2 separate regions of the Canis lupus genome follow, and region 1 is linked to region 2. Evidence: chromatin contacts called from public Hi-C data. All regions are on one chromosome and are shown on one strand. Each heading gives the region's core, a stretch centred on a gene start, on an enhancer-like site or on the middle of the called end of the contact. The rest is flanking DNA. Distances are from core to core; before and after follow the strand shown.

Region 1 (5,346 bases), core at 2,603-5,102, 540 kb after region 2:
AATACACTTTTCTACATGATTTCGGTGTTACATATCCCAGGACTTCAAGTGTTGAGCACAAGCTCCCCCACCCAGGGTGGGCCATTTAAAAGCACCTTGCCTGAAACCTGGCCAAGTCAGGCAGCTGCTCCTTGCAGCCGATGAAAATCTGGGCTCTCCGTGTGTGCATGGGGAGTGGTTTTCCTGATAAAGCCCAGCAGAATTTCTCCAGCCCTACCCTGGGGCACAGCAGGTGCCTCCAGCCTTCCTGCAGCCCAGCCCCATGCTGCTCCAGGGCTGGCCACCCCCTGCCCCTCCCCCTAGCCCCCCCCCCCGCCCCCCTGCACTGGTCAGGCTTCCCAGGCACAGGGTTGCACTTGTAATGCCTGTGGTGTTCTGGATGCCAGAACAAGCAGGACTGTAAGCAGGAAGACAGAGTGTGCATTTCCTTAGGTGGGAGTTACTACAGCCGGAGACAAGTGCGGAACTGAGAGGGAGGGACAAGGAAATTATTCTTTTGAGACTTCACAGGAGCAGTGTTTTGCAGAAAAAAGAGGTGAGTTCTGTGATGGGGACAGGAACAAACCTGATGAACAGGGAAGGCACAGCTCGGCTCAACTCTAGGAAATACCTTTATGTGCTGCAGCAGTAACGAGGGTCGCCAGCACTTCCTGAGCTGTGTTCAAAGCACCATGTGCCAAGCATGTTGACGTGGATACTGTTCTTCTCCGCAGTCTGTCAGAAACATGAGGGTACGTTCATGAGGATCCATCGCCAGGAAGTGGCCGTGCCAAGGTTGGGCTCCACTCTGTGTGCTTAACCACCTCCCTGGACTGGTGCAGAAATAAAGAGATTATTCAGACAGAAAGACAGCTGCCTTCCAAAGTGTGAGCTCCCTCGGCACAGGCTGGATAGCCCAGTGCCCTTCACCTTGGGTGGAGAGCTGGGCTGGGTTTCCCCTGAGCACCTTTTCCAACTTGTGGTGCTGTGATTCTCCTCAGGGTTTGGGGCAAAGAAGTGAAAGAAGCAGAGAAGGTTTCCACCTGGACTTTAGGATGCATCTCCCACCATGCTGTAGTGGCGACATCTGCATTCTAGTGGAATGAGAGGCCTGGTCTCTGAATAGCTGTGTGAGGTTTGGGGCAAATGCAGTCAGCCAGACTCTGCTCTGTAGGTGGGCATCAGTGGTCTCACTGTGTTGCTCTGACACTTACAGTGAGTAGCGTCCCTGGACACGTCGAGGACTCCACAAATGTATTCGAGACCTGAACATCTTGTAGTAATGTAGCAGAAAATCAGGCCAGAGACATGGAAGGGGCCAGGCTTGAGAGAATATTCTCACCAGGTGGTTTGGAACCCTCTTGAAATTATTCTTGAAAAACCAGAATAATTTTTTTTTAATTAATTATGATTTAAATATGTAGTAAATTCACACAGTCCAAAATCGATAAGCATAACAGAATGGAGGGAGACTTCCCTTCCTTCTAACCACAGTTACTAGATCCTTGTGAATCTTTCCAGATATTTTAATACATATACAGCATAATGTGAGTATATATTCTCCTACCTCCTCTTTTGAAGGAAAAGATGTGGTCCGATGTGTGTTTTGGGAAGATGACAGTGGCAGCAGGTTAGAGAGTGGCTGGGGTAGGGAAGTGACACTCCGGTCCAGGTATTGGGTGGCAAGAACCAAACCAGGGCAGCGGCCTGGCCGTGCCCAAGGGGAACAGAAAATAAGGAATGTCGGAGGGGAGAGAGATCATGCTGATAAAACTAAAAGGCTTTGGGGGACCAATTAGCTATGGGAGGAAGAGCGTAGTGGAGATGACTGTGTTTTTGAGACCAGGGATGGTGCTGAAATTTGAAGAGCCATGTAATAGAGAAGGAGGCAGGATTGCTAAGAACTCCCTGTGTGATAATGCCCTTGCCTCTTGTCAAAAATAAACTTGCTGAAATGGGTATTTGAAACAGAGCGGCTCAGGAATCCGCTCATAGATGGCTCAGGAATCATCTCATAGATGGCAGGGTGGAGATTTGAAGTTTGAATCCAAAGCCCATGATTTGAGGAGTTCGAGGGGAGCAGCATTAATCACCATTTAGGGAGATCTGCACCAAGTGCTCTCTCATGGATTCCCTCACAGCATGACACGGAGGGGGCCAGGAGTGGAGTGGTCATCGGAGAAGAAGGATGCCTAACCCCCCCCCCGCCCCACCTCCCCTCTGGGGACATAAATGGCAGGCCTCTGAGGGAGAAGGCACAGTAGTTCTGCAGGTACATCCTGCACATCACCTTACTCTTTTCCATGAAGGCATCCGGTTAGTGTGGCCCCAAGAATGATTTAATTTTCATATTTTTATAGCTTCTTTCAAAGGCCTAAATTCACAGATCAACGAAAATTCCTTTGTTAAATCACAAAACCTGGTTTTAGTTTGGAAAATGTGACCAGCGCGGCTCTAAGGAAATACAAAATCGATGAGGCCTGTGGCAAAATGAAGGGCAGGTGGTTTGTATGGGGACTAGATTGGAGAAAAAAAAGAAGATCAGAAGCAGGGTGAAAACTCCACGGAGTGCCAAGAGAATCCTTGCCTGTGTTGTGACAGGGTGGAGAAGGACGAGGTCTCTCTGGAGAAGCTTCCAGGCCCTGCGGTGGCCACTGAGGCCGCACTGCCTCTCAGAAAGGGGGTCGTGTAGTCACGGGAAACATCTGTTTGTCCAGAGCTGGTTTCTGGCCCTTCAGAAAAGAGGCTCCTGCTGCTGCCCCCGTGCATGGCTGATGGGGGGGGGGGGGGTTCCCGTTAACAGTGGCCCTGCGTGCCAGCACCTGTGCAGCACCCTGTGGCCCGACAGACTGTCGCGTTTGCTCTTCCCTTTGACCTTCACTGTGACCCCCGGAGAAGAGCAGGCCTGGTGTCATCCCTGGGTTCAGACGAGGAAGCCAAGACCCAGAGAGCTTAAGCAACTTGCCCCAGGCTCCCCAGCTCGGAATCAGCAAAGCCTGGCTTCTAATCCGCGTGTTGTTCGCGAGCGCACCACGTGCTTGGAATAACGGTCAGAAAGCGCAAACCTTCCCGGTTCTCAGAGAAGGGCTGCAGCTGCTCTGACGGCTGGCCGTGCCCAGTGTTTATGCTGCCCCCAGGTTTTTCTGGTAGGACACAGTGATGCCGGGTTTTGGGGGTGGGGGGGATGGCTCACTGGTGTGCTGCCGCCCCCCCTCCGCTTTGTCCCGTCTGGCGGCCGAGCTGTCCTAGCTGCCCCAGCTGCACCCTCTCACAGTGGTGGGTGGTTTACTCCTGTGTCTGAGCTGCTCTGGGCACGCACCCTCTTTTTTTCATTGCCATTGGGGGATGAGGCAATTGAAAGCATCTGGAAATGTGGGTTTTATGGACGTTTCACAGAGGCCCAGCCAGGCTCCATCTGCTTTCCTTGGCAGGTCAGCACCCCACCCGCCTGCCTTCCCCGTTTGCTGCCCCACGAGGCGGTCCGTGGGCCCTTCCAGCTGCACCTCCGTGCGGGAAGACACACTTCTTCCTGAGAACACAGCAGCCCCTCTGTGAAGATGGCCGGGGCGAGGTGGTGCATGGCGGTGTGAGATCCGGCCAGGAAGGACTCACTTGCTCCTTATTCTTTGCTTTCAGTGCTGTTTGTTTCTGAGAAGAGCGCAGGGGAGGGGGTGAAGCAGTGCCCAGGTGCCAACCAGCCAGATCGGGGCTGGTGCCTCGGAGCAGTTAGCTGAGGAGAGGCCCTACTGAGATGCCAGCCCAGCCAGGCCCTCCCCGCACGCGCCCCCTACCCCTACCCGGCTCCCCCCAAGCACTGAATGTGCAGGTCACTCTCCTTGGCTTGGCCCCACAGCCCCTCCCTGTCCCTGCAGGGCCGGGGGTTATCACAGGCTGCCCAGGCTGCCCTGGGGGTGTCTGGACGGAGCCCAGGCAAGGAGAGGGGCAGGAAGCAAATGTAGGTGATTTGTCCCTGTTCTGTTCCAACTTGTACATTAACATCCCTTGACATGAGTTATGAGTCTTGGTTTCTTTAAATTCCTAAGTGGATTATAATTTTTCTCTTGGTATTATATGACAGCAGTCATTTTTCAAGGTTTTACTGCGTTCTTCAAATACTTGGAATGTTTGAACCAAGTCTGGGAGAAGACCGCCATCTTCATGCCAGACAGTGTAGTGCAGCTCTGGGCGTGTGAGGAAGGAGCGCCACTGCCGCCCATTTGTCGGGTGTCTCTGTCCTTTTGCACAAAAAAGCGAGCTGCCTCACCAGGGATCTCTGGAATAGAGTCTATTAGCAATGCTCTCAAAAAAGGGAAGAGAAAGAAAATAACCCCAGTGGCCGCTTTGGGGAGTTGTGGCGTTCCGGTTTGCTTCATCTTGATGATGGGCCCTTTCAAGGACAGGCTTTGCACGCTTCAGAGAGGGGTCACTGACCGTGTCTGAGGGAAATTCAGGGGCCAGATCGTTCCAGGCTCCGGGTGCACATCACCCCCACCTCAGCCACCCTACATTACAGTAGCTAAAGGCAGTTTGGGAGCTAGTGGGAATCACCCTGTGCGTCTCAAATGTTCCTCTCTTAATTTCTGCTCTAAAGTTTGGTACTTCCATTTCGTTGCTGTCAGAGGAACAATCTTAATTTCACATTATCATGACTGAAGTAAAGAAACATCATGATTATTTGGGGCAATAGTAGCAGTAATAATAACAAATTATGTGCAAGCACAGCATATAATGTTTCCATAAACATAAAATAATATTTTCCACACATTATCTCATTTAATCCTTGTGACACTCCTTCGAGATAGGTTCTGTGGTTGCTCCTGCAGTATGGATGTAGAAGCTACCCCAGAGGGCTGGACTTGCCCATTTTAACTGACCCCACTAGGAAGTGGCACCTGCGTCAGGATTCACATGTGGACCCTAGCTGACTCTGGAGTTTGAGTGCTCCTCACCCCTCTGTCCAGACTCCCCAAGCAGAAGAGAGGGGACAGGAGGTGGGAAGAGAGGGGAAAGAAGCCGACCTTAGAACAGATTTGGGAGAGGAAGAAAAGTCCTTTGTTAATCCCTCAGGGTAGCTAAATAACCTGTTGCAAGTAACTTTGTGGAGTTTTTAGGATTGCATTCACCTTTGTCCCTGGTTGCAACTGCTGTGAAGAATAACTGAAGGGATTATAGCGATGAAAAGAGAAAATGAGCATTTTCCCCAAGTCAAAAGAGAAATCTGTGTATTAAGCTTGTGTCAGGTGCCTGCTGAGCTGCAGGACAAGTCTTGATCCAGGTAGGATTTTGCTGGTGCATCAGTGGTGTTTTTGGTAAACCCTGCAGGCAGACAAGAGTCCCAGCTTTTGCTCAGTCATCCTGAGTGTTCAA
Region 2 (5,444 bases), core at 250-2,749:
ATTATTAGGATAATTAGAAAATGATCACAGTTAGGCAATAATATTGAGCTATAAAGGTTGTGAATAACCAAATTTAGAGACAGGCCTGAAAACATGAGTAGTCTGTGACAGTTATGCAAGGCTCCTCTAATAATTACATGCGCCAGCCTGAAAGGCTCTTTTGTTCCTAGGAGTTATTCATTAGGCGGGCATTGAATTAGAGGAACATGCGGGGGTGCAGGATGGAGGGCAATGATGGCTGATGAGCAAAATGAAGCTTTGATGAGCTCCTAATTGTCGTGACAACAATTTCTTCTTTCTTTCCAACAGTCAGAAATAAGCTCCCCTACCCCCAGGAAGAGTTGTTCTCCATTTTGTCAAGGAAAGGGAAACAAAGAAAAACAAAAATCTAACAACCCACCCTAGATTACAAGTCACGATGTCCTTTAGGGTGTGTGTTGGGAGGTGGGCAGAAGTGTTATGGATGGATGTCCTTAGAAAAAGGGAATGGATTCCTCTGGTAGTTCCAACTGCCCAGAGTAAAGGACCAGGATGTGCAGGGGTCTGATTACCCTGGGCCCCACCTCTCTATGAAGAGATAAGCCAAGCTTTGCCAGCCACTTAGACGCCTCTTGGTCAAGACACTGTTACCTACTGCTTTGTTATCAATGTGGTGGTCAGTGTTAAGTGCTAGAGCCATGGAATTCCCCAATTTTGCAAGAGACCGCCATTCAAATTTAGATGGTGTGGATAACACAATCTGTGCTTTCCTTCAACAGCTGGAGGCAGGTGAAATCTGATAGAAACTGAGAGCACCTTGGAAGGAGAAAAGATTTGTCCCTAGGGGCGGCATACGGGAATTACTTTTCCCTTATAGCTTTACCAACTTTGGGGTAAGGTTTACCAGCTGGTTGTCTTCATTGAGTTTGTTTGTTTGTTTGTTTGTTTGTTTGTTTGTTTGTTTGTTTGTAAGGTTTTTTGAGAGCCAGATGGTTCCTCCTTTGCAAAGATGGAGTTTACAAAGAAATAGCAGGATGTGCCAGGCTTCCAGTAGGTGGCAGCAGGAGCACATGTTATCATGAGAGAAACCACAATGAAACCCTAGCCAGGAAGAGGGAAGTAGTTTGGCTTACACTCTGTGGTTTTTATCTTATTGGCTGCTGACAAACAAAAGAAATAATATTTCCCTTGATAATGTAACAATGAGGTATCCTGAAAAGAACACAGATACTGGAATCAGACACTTGTGAGTTTGAATCCCAATGCCATTCATAGGTAATGGCCAGGAATAACAAGATTGCAAAGTTGATGGCTAAGCAAGCTAGGGATTTGGATGAGTTTGCCACAATTCTATGAACTAAAAGTAAACAGTGAAATTCAGGGCATCAGAGGACAGGAGTTTTTTTACGTAGAGTCCAGCAAACAGCAGGAACATAGCATGGTACAAGTTGCCCTGTACCCAAGCACTTCAGTGTGACCCAGTAGGCCCAGATGGCAGCTGTGCACACAGAAGATTGTGCCACAGCACAGGAGCTCAGGGCAAGGTACTTGGCAGCCTTTACAACAAGCACTGAACAAGCCAGCCCTCTCCCCAGAAGCAAGTAGTTATACAGTAGTCACACTGTGGCATCCTGACCTACTTCTCGGAATCGTCTACTTGGCTGATTGCAGGAATGACTTGGGGTTGGAGGATGGTTAGGCCTTGCAGTTTGGCACACTCAGCATAAGATATCCAGGAATGCATAGGGTCTACTGCAGATTGCATTATACAACAAATAGTAATCATCTGTTGATTATGTGTTCACCTCTGACTCCAGCCTCAGTGGCCACCCTATAGAAAGTCAGTGGCCTAACAACAAAGATGGGCCCAGTGAGAGTGAGCCTGGGATTGTCATCCTAAAGAAGCCTTGAGTTCTCTCCACTCCATGGATTCTAGGGACATCAAGGTCTCAGAGTTATGTGCCCTAGGGCATAGCTTTACACAAAAAAACACCATGACAGCAGCAAGACATGCATTTTATGTTACAAGTTAGTACATATAAATACATAATTGAATAAAATTCATCAAGAGATAATACTGAATTTTGATACATGTAAAAGACTAGTACTTTCCATTCTGTCTCATTTTTAGTGTTTGTTATGACCTATTAGGTTAATTTTTGCAAACTTCAGATTTAGAAAATATGGTCCTAATGATTTTTACCCAGAAAAATATTTGAAACTAGATTACCAAATGACCAACTCAGCGAGAAATACAGAATGCAGTTCCCAAGAAGCAGGGAGCAGCAGAATGATGGACTAGATACTATAAGAGCCTATCCACTACAACAAGTATACTTTTAAAAATATTGCTTGGCTCTTAAGTAAGTGAGGTAAGCCTCTCAGGGCCAAGAAGGAGAAGGAAGAAAAGAAGAAAAGTATGCTGAAACTTACGTGTGCCAGGAAAGAAGCAAGCATAAAAAAGAAATCCAGGGTTGCCTTGAGGATAAATATCAGTAGTTTTAAAGTTTAAGCCTTGAAACTAACAAAAAATAGGGAAGCTAACCTTGAGAGTCCCCCACTACATCAGTTCTTTTAGCTCTCTGAAAATCAAGTATAGATCCTCTGAAAGAAACTATGCTTTAGTTTTTGCTCTCAGGATTCAGACAAATTAAGTTTGATAAACTATGAGATGATAATAATAAATAATCACACAAAACACAAGGAAGTAAGCCACTAAGAATGGCAAAGACAACAAATTTAGGGCTCCTGGCTGGCTCAGTTGGTTAAGCATCTGCCTTTAGCTCAGGTCATGATCTTGAGGTCCTGAAATTGAGCCCCACATCAGGCTCCTAGCTCCTAATATATATATAATATATATATATTAAACACAACAAATTTAATGGCCAAGATCTTCAACTTTATTAAGTACAGAATATGCTGTGTCTTATGTGTCAAACATTTACAGAAATAGATTACACACGAAAAGGAGCAAGCAGAAAAAAATACTACAAACGAGAACAGGCAATCCCACCTTCACTTTATCCAGCTGTAACCACAGTCAACATTGTGAGCCTCTTGCTATGACCTACCAAGAAAGACATATCATCATTATGCAGCAGAAATGCTTAACCTGAATTTAACCAGAAGGATATAATCAGACAATTACAAACTAAGAAACAATCTGCAAAATAACTGACAATTGTCAATGCTATAAGAAAACAAAGGTGGGGAAGGAATCTAGGGACTGTTCTAGATAAGAGATTAAAGAAACATAACAGCTAAATATAATGCTATATCCTTAAGGTTTATGTTTTTTCAAATAAAAAGTTGAGAAAATGGCCAGGGATTTTTTTTAGGGTCTATTAAAAATAAATAAATAAATGGAGAGTCTGAAATTGAAAAATATATTCATTGAAATGAAAAACTCAATGAATGTGCTAAATGGCAGCTTGGACACAACAGTAGAGAGAATTAGTGAACTGGACAGTATATCTGAGGAAATGAGCCACAATGCAGCACAGAGAGCGAAGGAGATGGGAAATATGAAAGCATGGTTTGTGGACATAGAAGATAATACGAAAAGGTGTGGCATATGTTCAATTGGAGTCTTGGAAGGAGAAAATAGAGAAAATTAAGGTTATGTATTATTTGAAGAGATAATGGATGCAACATGACAACAAAACCCATTTAGAAAGGGTCTGAGACCCAATATGTGCTTTATAAATGTTAGCTTTCTTTTACCTCAAATGAGTGAAAGACATGCATCTCTAAATGCAGAGGTTAAATCAAGATAAATTTGAAATACATCCACCTTTACCTTGACACAATGAGGGAAAAATGTAGAGCATCAAGGACAGAGATGATCTCAAAGTGGATAAAGAGTAAAGATATGGGGCACCTGGGTGGTTCAGTCGGTTCAGCATCTGCCTTCAGCTGAGGTCATGATCTCAGGGTCCTGGGATAGGGTCTCACATCAGGCTCCCTGCTCAGTGGGGAGTCTGCTTCTCCCTCTCCCTCTGTCCACTCACCCCCGCTTGTGTTTCTCTGTCTCTCTCTGTCTCTCTGTCTCTCTCTCTGTCTCAAATAACTAAATAAATAAATGAGTCTTTAAAAGAAAGAGTAAAGATCTAACAGGGAACAAAATTTTTATTAACATCCCTTCTCTCAGCAGCAATAATGGATGTTACAAGACAGTGGAATAATAGTGTCAAACAGCTTTAAAAAAAAACCTCTCAAGCTAGAACAGTGTACACAGAAAAACTTTTATTTCAAAAACAAGTTCTCAATAAAGAAATGCTCATTTTTTTTTTCCTCAAATGGAGTTAACTATGTATAAGCAAAATTCTAGACAATCTACTTTAAGGAGAAAAAGATAAGTTGAAGGATGATCTGAAATATGAAAGAAGAAATGGTGAATAAAAGAATAATAAACATGTAAGCAAATCAAATAAACATTGTCAATATAAAATAATATGGATTTTTAAAAACATTTTGTTTATTTATTCATGAGAAACACATAGAGAGAGGCAGAGACATAGGCAGAGGGAGAAGCAGGTTCCCCGTGGGAAACCTGATGGGAGACTCAATCCCAGGACCCCAGGATCACACACTGAGCCAAAGGCAGATGCTCCACCACTGAGCCACACAGGCGTCCCAAGTAATGTGGATTTTTAAAACAGAACTGAAGTACTAGGCTAAAATAGATGTAAGTTTGGAGTTGAATGATTGGAAATAAAGTGTTCCAGGGCCCTTATATTGTTTAAAAGAAGGCTAAGATAATAAGTTTAAATTTTGTTAAGATATTAAAAAATACCTATTTAAATTTTAAATATAATCCATAAAACAATAGAAATAAAGTATATAACTTCCAAATCTGCTGGAGGAAACAAAGGGAGAAGAAATTTTTAAAAATAATAATCAGTCAAACAAAAATACCAACTCAATTCCAAATAAAAACAAAAGAGCACTTTAAGAAGATAAAAAGCACAAAGACATTGAAGTGAGTCCAAATATCTCAGTAATCATAACAAAAGTTAATGAAAAAGACAACTGTATGCCATTTAGCAAATCCATATAAAACATAAATACACAAAAAGTGTTAAAGTAAAAAGGATAGCAAAATTTATACTAACTAAATAAAGCTGGGGATGATTTGTTGTGTTTTAAATTCTCCATAACAAAAATACTTAAGAAATTGAAAAAACTTCTAGAGGTAATTACATTAAAAGCAGATAAAATAGCCTTTAATACCAAAATAACGATCAGGAATAAACAGGAATAAAATTACTACATAATTTTTATTTTTTAAAAGATTTTATTTATCCATTCACTTCAGAGTGAGAGAGAGAGCACGAGTTGGTGGGTCAGGGGAGGGGGACTGGAAGAGAGACAAGCAGACTCCATGCTCAGCAAGGAGTCCTATGAGGGGCTTGATCCCAGGACCCGATCATGAGCTGAGCGAAAGCCAAATGAGAAGCTCACCC

What was found. A called contact is a pair of places that touch in the nucleus more often than the background predicts.
Region 1: a Hi-C map of amygdala shows a contact between it and region 2, with 4 times the contacts expected there. The contact joins two enhancer-like sites. A contact is called at or near these places in 3 of 9 Hi-C or Micro-C datasets (amygdala, blood and skin fibroblasts).

What each region holds. Positions count from the first base shown.
Region 1 is chr21:36,492,494-36,497,839 of UU_Cfam_GSD_1.0, forward strand. All of the region lies in intron 8 of TEAD1 (transcriptional enhancer factor TEF-1), which reads left to right. Among named protein-coding and RNA genes, the nearest start is that of RASSF10, 97 kb to the right of the region's middle. Within about 2 kb of position 3,853, at least 2 of the 20 cell types and tissues checked have an H3K27ac peak or open chromatin away from gene starts, as enhancers often do.
Region 2 is chr21:35,955,067-35,960,510 of UU_Cfam_GSD_1.0, forward strand. The region is part of intron 2 of LOC119877364 (MICAL C-terminal-like protein); the gene reads left to right. Among named protein-coding and RNA genes, the nearest start is that of PARVA, 28 kb to the right of the region's middle. Within about 2 kb of position 1,500, at least 2 of the 20 cell types and tissues checked have an H3K27ac peak or open chromatin away from gene starts, as enhancers often do.